2 separate regions of the Ovis aries genome follow, and region 2 is linked to region 1. Evidence: chromatin contacts called from public Hi-C data. All regions are on one chromosome and are shown on one strand. Each heading gives the region's core, a stretch centred on a gene start, on an enhancer-like site or on the middle of the called end of the contact. The rest is flanking DNA. Distances are from core to core; before and after follow the strand shown.

Region 1 (4,447 bases), core at 725-3,224:
TTCACCCAAGGAAGCAGGCAGGTCTAGGTCTAGGTCTAGATTGGGCTCAGCCCACTCTGAGTCTGGTCTCCCAACCCTGCTCTGAATTGTTCTCTCTCCAGCTCCTTGACATGCCATCCTAAAGGCTGTACGGCCCCAGCCCTCGTTTAGTTTTTGTGGCCAGAGCTTGACACTGGGAGCTTTTCTAGTTCTGCTCCAGTTCTTGACTCTGAACTCACTGAGGTGCAGCTCCTTTCCTGGGGAATAGCCTCAGACACCCATGGGGACCAGACTTCCACTTCTCCAGGGAGCTAGACAGCCCATGTGACACCACCCACACCTGCTCTGTCTTCAGTTTACCCCACCCCTTCTCTGGCTCAATTGCACCCGCTGGAGCCCTAGAGCCTGGCCACCTCCCTCCCCAAAGTGGGGTGCCCTCGCTCAGAGGAGCAGATGTGCCGTCATATACATGTCCAGAGCTGGACTCGCAAGGGTGGGAGTGTCGCACAGAGACCCTCAGTCCCTACGCGCCGTGCAAGGAGATATAGACACGAGTACAGCTTGGTTTCTCTTGGTTCCTTTAGCACTGTTGTCTCTGCTCATGCATGTACACACACACACACACACACACACACACACACACACACACACACACACACACACACACACACAGCCTAATCTAAATTTGACTAAAAAGTGGCCAAAAGAATCTAATCTGATCCTTTCTGGCAGAAAGTCCTGTTCTGACCCACACCTAGAGTCCAGAGCAGGTTAGATTTTTTTTTTTGATTTTTATCTTGTATTGGGGTATAGCTGATTAACAGACAATGTTGTGATGGTTTCAGGTGAACAGCGAAGGGACTCAGTCATACATACACGCGTATCCATTCTCCCCCAAACTCCCCTCCCATCCAGGCTGCCACATAACTTGCAGGTGAGATTTAGAACATGGTTCCAGGGCATCTGTCTCAGCCCAGGGGCCCTGCTCCCCAGGATGCTGCAGAGAGGGACTTGAGGGTGTCTGGCCATCATTATTGGTCCCTTCTCTGGGGTGAGCTCTTAGCAGAGGCTTCTGAAGTACACCTGACTTGGTGCAACCCCAGGACAGCACCCTAGCTCTGGCCCTTCCCTGCCTGGCCTGGATCAGGACTTGAGGGGGCTCTTGAGATTTTCAGGAGGCACCCCTGGACTCTCTCCCTCTCCCACCTCCCCCACGTCCTCCCCCCAACCCCGTCTGCTCCCTGGCTGAGCTGTCGTGTCCTGTGGCTGAGCCCACATTGGGCAGGTAAAAGGCACCTCGTTTCCTGTGATTCCAGGCCCAGCCAGGTAACCTGGTGCAGGTAGCTAGGAGCCTAGGCGGCACTGTTCCTTTGTCCCCTCAGCTCATCTTCACGCCCACGGCCACCGTCGCTACCGTGCAGCCTGAGCTCGGCACTGGCTCCCCCGCCCGGCCCCCCACCCCTGCCCAGGTGAGGATTCCATGCTTGTGGGCGGGCAGGGGGGTGGGGACCCCTGCCATGGGGGCAATGATGCTGGGTCTGGGCCTGAGCCCTGGAAGAGCTTTGAACGTCTCGGGGTGCTCCAGGAAAGCAGGTGGGAGACGGCGTCCCATTACCCCTAGACTCACTCCTTGACTCCTCGCTGAGAAGGCCTCGGCCACTCCGGACCCTGCTTCGGGCCCTGACCACAGGGCAGGAGCAAGTGTGATTGCCAGAACCGGTGGCCCTCACTACCTTATACCCTCCCCAGGATGAGCTCTGATGTCATTGCTTTTTAAGAGGAAAATTCCACTCTGATTACACATGTTAGCAGCTCTAGGAATCAGGAAAAACGGCATGGAAGAGGGAGCAAGGATGAGTCCTAGGTCCCTTCTTTCTGCTGGGAGCACACAGACACAGCTGTGGCTGTAAAGATTCTGTGGGTGGTGGGGAGGAACCAGCCCCATCTAAGGGATAGGGGTCAGACGCGAGTCTGGCACAGCCTCCGTGTGTCCAGCAGAGGGTGCCAGGGACCAAGTTGAGTCAGCCTGGCCGTGCTGATGTGTAAACCCTATCCTCAGGACAGGATAATCCTTCACCTGGGAGACCTTGCTGGTCGATTCACTTTCACTTTTGCCCTGGCCTTTCCCAGTGTGGGAAGCCCCATGCCCTGCCATGATTCTTTCTAAGTGGTACGCAGCCCATCCTGATAGATTGGGGGAGGAGGGGAGGTAACAGAAGGGAGAAGCAGCCCCAGCCTCCCTTCCCCAGTCTGCCCCAGCCAAGGCAGACATCCCTGCTCAGAATTTGGTTTCTTCTGCAGATGAATCCAATGACCAGCACACTGTCTGTCCCCTTTAGAAACTCTGCTCCTGGTTTCTCCTTCAGCCCCTTGTCTCTTGTCTCTCTCTTTCTTTCCGATCTAACAGCTCACTCTCACGTTCAGCATTCCTGGATCCGTCCCTAACTCCTTCCCTGTCTGAACTATGTGTCGGCATTGCTCATACCCACATTCTCTGGACTCCTACAGACCCCTCTTTTCCAGGTACAGAACTTGACCCTCCGATCACAGCAGACACCAGCTGCAGCAGCCTCGGGCCCTACCCCCACCCAGCCTGTCCTGAGCAGCTTGGCCCTGAAGCCCACGCCAAGTGGTAGCCAGCCTCTGCCTACCCCATCACAGGGCAGAAACACTGCTCAGGGTTCCCCTGCAGGTGCCAAGTCTGGCACAACCGACAGTGTGACAGAGCCACTCAAGAGAGGAGACAGCAACGGCAGTGTGCCCGGGAGCTTGGAGGGCCGGGCTGGGCTCAGCCGGATGGTGCCCGCCGTGGCTACCCACCCGCTCATTGCACCAGGTAAGCACTCCAGGAGGAAGGATCCTATCCCTGAAAACTCAGAAGGACGATGGGTCAGGGGGAAATTTTCACACTCTCCTATTTCCCATGGGCAAGATAAGGTGTCAGCCGTGGATCTCTCTTTCCCCTTTTCTACAGTCTTGAGATGTTCTCCAGCTCCAGAGTCTATTTCATGCTTCTCGTCCAGCTTTAAAGAAGGAAGCCATGTTAGTGGAAACAAATGGGACCTTCTTTTTCTTTTTTTTAAGAGGAGAACCTTGTTCATATAAATGGTCCATCATTTAATTTTCTTTTATTTGGCCACACCATGTGTCATGCCGGATCTTAGTTCCCCATCCAGGGATCGAACCTGTGCCCCATGTAGTGGGAGCACAGAGTTTTAACCACTGGACCACCAGGGCAATCCCAAATAAGACCTTCTTCACAATGGGTACCATGATTCTCAGGGTACCAAATCATAGCTCTTCACCTAGGCAGTGGAGGTTTGGCAGTTACACTATTTTGTAATTCTCTAAGAGTCAGCAAAAAAAAGGACAGGGGCTAGCCAGAGGCATGTAAGAACCACACAGGGAGATGAGGAAGTGAGAAGTTTATTTTCTCGTCACTCAACAGACATTTGTTGACTAATATGCATCGGTTATGTTGCCAGTTCCGGGGGTGCCGAGATAAATAAGACATGGGCCCTGCCTCCCAGGTGGGCAGGGTCTGGAGAGACAGATGAGTACAGCCTGTCATAGATGTTAGCTCTGAGCCCTGGAGGATCACAGAGGCACCATCTAGCCTGAGGGAGAGGAGCCAAGAAAGGTTTGCCAGTAAGAGTGGTACTCAAGAATAAATCTTGCAGATTAAAAAAGTAATAATCTAGCAGATTATTTATGAGGCAAATTATATGAACAGGATGAATCAGTATTCCCTAGGGCTAGATTCTCCCTGCTGCTAAAATTCTCCCAGCGCTGCCTACTGAAGGCAATCCTTGATGAGGAAATCTGCCAGCAGCCCTGGAGGCCAGACTAATCAGTCTCGGGAAGACCAGGCTCTCATAGCACAGAAATGTAGTGATGGACCATGTGACCTTGCATTACAGATAGAGTCACCCTGGTCACATCCCTGAAATAACGACTCCCACTCTGTCCTCACCCAGACCATTTTACCGTCCAGTCTAACCTGCGTTTTAATTTTTCTTGAGAGCCTGCTTGGTGCTTGTTACTAGATAACCGCAATGATCAAAATGTGATTTCTCACCTAAAGGAGGGTGCAATCAAAAGAAGGGAGATAGATTCTTAAGCAAATCCATTTGATTTCATAATTGCCATTGTAGGAGTAAGTGTGAGGTACGGGCGGGGGGGGGCCTAGATGGACACCTCTGTGCCAGGCAGGATGGATCAGAGATGCTGTCCCCCCAGGGAAATGGCACTGGATATTGAAGCAGGAGTCATTTCCCCAACAAAAGAGGGGAAGACATTCTGGACAGATCACAGAGGCATAGGTAGAGCCTTGCGATGTGAGCTGCGAAGAGCCTGAATTCAAGTCCTTTATTCACCCTCTGGAGGCTTCAAGGACAGAGGTGGTCTCTGCCTCCAGTGGACCCTCTGAGCTGAGGCAGGCAGCTTTCTGCAGAAGCTTAACCACCCT
Region 2 (4,094 bases), core at 1,419-3,918, 60 kb after region 1:
ATTTACTGGCTTACGTAACAAGTCAGTGCTGGGACTGAGCCAGGTTCAGGACTCCCTGATGTGTCTCCAGCTTTCCTCTTGGCTTTGCTCAGAGTCAGCTTCATCCTGGGACTCCTGCAGCAGCAGCATCAGCAGCTTGTTTCACAGCCTCCAGCTATCGTAGTGACTGAGGGGACCAAGAAGGCCCCTTCACACACAGCTTCCCCATGGCGAGGTCGGGTCGGGGTGGGGGGTGTCAATGTTTTGATTGCCTGGGAGGGAAATGCAGGAATTCCCCCAGAGCTTAGCAAGCTGGCCCTGGGAGACAGAAAGTGACTCAACCTTGAGTCACCATCGAGGACTGCACTCCTTGGAGCCCTCGTGGTTCTTGGCTGCAAGTGACGGACACGAGAAAGGCCATTTCCCTTCCTTCCCAGTTCTGGAGGGGGGGTCGGGGGAGGGGAGAGGAGCGTGGAAAGGTGCCCCCCGGCCCCGCCCTCGCACAGAGCACACACACCGCTGCCACCCGGCTGCAGGTACAGTTTATTCTTCACAACAGAGAAATACAAAGAGCAGAGGGTTTGGGATTCCTTTGTTTCTTGCCCCCTTTAGGGTCTTCCCCCACATTTGACCTTTTTCTCCTCCCCACCCCGTTTCTTAAACAGAACGCAAACTTTGTTCCTGAAGCGCACTGGGGGGGAGCACCTGCCCTCACCTCCCTGCCACCACGATGCAGACTGAGAAGCCAGCAGACTGTTTTCTCTTTTTTAATAAGGTAACTAGTTCTAAATACGGTGGCCTGGAGGTCCCATAGAAAAAAGCGAAGGGTGTTAACAGTATGTATAACAGCGTATTTACAGGGTAGTAACATGCGGACGAAAAGCTACAATACTGAGTATCAGACGCAAGTCAAACAAAGGGGTGGGGGGCGGGGCGGAGAACCCCGTGGGAAAAGAAACCCCGGGAGACGTTAAACTGGTAAATCAATGGCGAGTTAAGGCTTAAAAAGTGTATAAAAATAACACAGTTAATATTCAAAACGGAACTCCAGATACAGAATATATAGATGAGTTTCTGTCTAGTTTTCTTTTTTTTTTCCCCAGGGGATGTAGAGGGGGCTTCTCCGGGCTCTGTACATAGTTCCTATATACACGGACACGCATGGCTTTCAGATTGGGGTGTGTCTGTGGGGGCTGAGGGCAGGGTCTGCTCCTGGGACCCTCCTCCCCGAGGATCCCTTCCCTGCCGAGCGGCCTAGGGCCTGGGCTGGGGATCCCCCTCCATGGCAGGGAAGACAAGTAACCCCTCCTTGGGCACTGCCCCAACCGGAGGAAATTCTGCAGAGCGGAGGGGGTCCTTGCCCCAGGCCCACTCCCTCCCCCGCTGCCCACAGTCTGGGATGGTGGGAGAGGTAGCCGATAGGTTTCCTGGCCAGCACTGAGGTAGACTGGGGTGGTCTTCAGGGCAGTGGGGGCACCGGTCTTACCCAGCCCGCCCCCACCCCATTTCCCTGGGCCTGCGCCCAGCCCAGCCAACCCTGCACCCTTTGGTCCTGCGGACCTCCCGGCCCCTCTCCATCTGTCTCCTGAAGCCCGGGCAGCCCTGGGAGCTGCCACGTCCCTCTGCTCAGTGATGCCCAGGGCGCAGCTCTGGAGGCTCGAGCTGGCAGCCGGCGGGGGGAAGTGGCTCACTCCAGCTGCCTCCTGCCCCTCCCACCGGGGAGCCCCACTGCGGTCCAGACTCTCAGGCCTGTGCCTTCCCCTCAAGACCCGAGGCCGTGGCAAGAGAAGGTCCCACGCTGCCCTCTGGGTCTCTGTGTCCATCTGTCCGGTTCTTTCCATTTCTCGGTCTTAGCAGCACCAACTTCTTGGCCAATAAATATCTTTTTTTTTTTTTTTTTTGTTATTTTCCAAAACAAACTTAAAACAAAACAAAACAAAAAAACAGTGAAGCAAGTGAAGGATGGGGGAAGAAAAGGAAAACCCAGCGGAGAGGTTCAAAGTGCTCTGAGATCGTCTTTGGATGCCACCAAAACAGTCCAGAATCTTGCAGTTGGCCTGGCCACCCCCGGAGCTGGACCGGGCAGGGCTTCTGCGGCCCAGGCTTTCTGGAAGGTCAGGAAGGTCATGAGAGAGCTCGGCTGTTCCTGGAGGGCCCCTGGAGGGAGTCGGGCCGGTGCTGCCTGGGTCTGTGTCTGCCAGTGGGCAGGGTGGGGCGGCGCCTCGGGTCGGCTCAGATGAGGGAAATTCGCACCGGGATGCTGGGGGACTCCGTCCTCTGGGGCGAGTGATGGCTCACCAGGTGCTCCACCACCGTGTGTTTGGACATGTGCTTCATCAGGTAGGTCTCCTGCGGGCAGGGGGTAAGATTCAGAATTTAAAAAGAGCTGCTGGCAAGGGCCCAGGGGGAACTGCAGTTCCTATAAGCGGCCGCTGGAGGGCTCCTGGGTAGATGAGCCGGCTAGAGGTGGACAGCCACAGCTTTGCGGGTGCCAGAAGGGCACTGGTATTGGTTGCAGGGTACTGCATTTCTGCCAGTGGTGGAGGCTGGCTCATTTACCAGAGTCGGAGCCCACTGTGTGCTGACTAGAGAGCAGGCAGGCATCAGGCCCGTCCCTCAGCAGTGACCACCTGGAACTCTAGGACAAGGCCATTAACCAATTGGCTGCAGTGGAGTCCTGTCCAGTGGAGCAGATCTGCCCCCATCTGGCCGGTGCTCCCAGTGAGGGTGGAGCAGCAGGCCTCCGGTGACCCTGGCTCTGCCATTTCTCAGCAGTGGAACGTTGGACCAGTCATCTCACCCCTCCAAGCCTCAGTTTCCTCCTCTGCAGGCAGGGATGGGGAAGGAAGGACTTCACAGGGTAGCTATGGTGATGAGGGTAACGCTCTTAGCAAGCAGTAGGGCTGAAGGGACCACTGCTTCCCTAGTCTCTACATTTCATTCTAGGTGGTGATGGGAGCCCCAGCAGAAGCATCCCCCAGCTCTCCCCTCCCTTGGGAAGAACTGGGGCCTGATCTGACTGGTGACTTTAGAAGCATAAACTGGGCAGGCTCGGTTCATCCTTTGAGCACTGCCCCAGCCTCGGCTGAGTCTGACCTGAGGCACCCAAGACTGGGTGGGTGAGGTGACCCAAGGCTCACCTGCAGACCCACAGGCCCTCACACTAACCTGCCAAGTGGTGCTCTGGTTTCCATCTGCCACGTCTTGAATTCCTACCTCAGTGTGCTCAACATCGGGCAGAGGAAGCCCTCAAATGTGGTGACAAAGTGCTATCAAACACCCCCAAAGGGAAGCAATCAGCAAAATCCAAACGAGGAGACTATTCTTCAGTGAGTAAGTTGCAAAGAAAAGGCAGTTGCAAAGAAAGTTGCAAAGAAAAGGGATCGGGGTGGGGGCAAGGAAGAGCAGTTTAAAAGCTACACTGACCCAGTACAATGTAAGAATTTTATTTGGATCTTGATTAAAAAATAAAATTTATAAATAAATAAAAATATAAATTATGCCATCCATGAGACAAATGAAAATGTGAATACCAGCTGGGTATTTGATGATATTAAGGACTATGGTGAATCATTTTAAGGTTTTATAAAGGTATTGTGGATAAGTTAAAAAAAAAAAGTATGTTTAAAGACACAAAGTGAAAATTTTCAGATGGAACAATATGATGTCAGTTTTATTTCAAAAAACAAGGATATGGTTGAGGAAGGACTGGTTGATGCCAGGTCCTGGGGTCTGATGGCAGTATGCATGCATGCTCCATCGTGTCTGACTCTGCGACCCCACAGACTGTAGCCCGCCAGGTTCCTCTGTCTATGGGATTTCCCAGGCAAGAATACTGGAGTGGATTGCCATTTCCTCCTCCAGAGGATCTGCCCCACTCAGGGATCGAACCCGGATCTCCTGTATCTCCTGCATTGGCAGGACTCTTTACCACTGAACCACCTGGGAAGCCCCAGCGGAAACGTGAGGGCTCACTATTCGCAAATGTTTCTTTTATGTATTAGAGTAGCTTAAAAGTCAATCCACTAAAATGTTTTTTCACAAAAGGTAATTGTTCTGAGGAGTCCCGTCAGGCCCAGTTCAGGGTGAGGCCTTAGGCCAGGTGAGATCTGACA

What was found. Hi-C and Micro-C count contacts between places; a contact is called where the count stands out from the background.
Region 2: a Hi-C map of hypothalamus shows a contact between it and region 1, with 5 times the contacts expected there. The contact joins two enhancer-like sites. A contact is called at or near these places in 14 of 16 Hi-C or Micro-C datasets (blood, hypothalamus, liver and 6 more).

The regions. Positions count from the first base shown.
Region 1 is chr2:234,315,882-234,320,328 of ARS-UI_Ramb_v3.0, forward strand. It overlaps PHC2 (polyhomeotic homolog 2), which reads left to right. Exons shown (of 14, transcript XM_060411367.1): 6 at 2,503-2,815. Among named protein-coding and RNA genes, the nearest start is that of A3GALT2, 43 kb to the right of the region's middle. Within about 2 kb of position 1,975, at least 12 of the 54 cell types and tissues checked have an H3K27ac peak or open chromatin away from gene starts, as enhancers often do. A contact at or near this core is called in hypothalamus, where this site is marked.
Region 2 is chr2:234,375,518-234,379,611 of ARS-UI_Ramb_v3.0, forward strand. It overlaps ZNF362 (zinc finger protein 362), which reads right to left. Exons shown (of 8, transcript XM_060411368.1): 8 at 505-2,328. The coding sequence ends at 2,212. Among named protein-coding and RNA genes, the nearest start is that of A3GALT2, 17 kb to the left of the region's middle. Within about 2 kb of position 2,669, at least 14 of the 54 cell types and tissues checked have an H3K27ac peak or open chromatin away from gene starts, as enhancers often do. A contact at or near this core is called in hypothalamus, where this site is marked.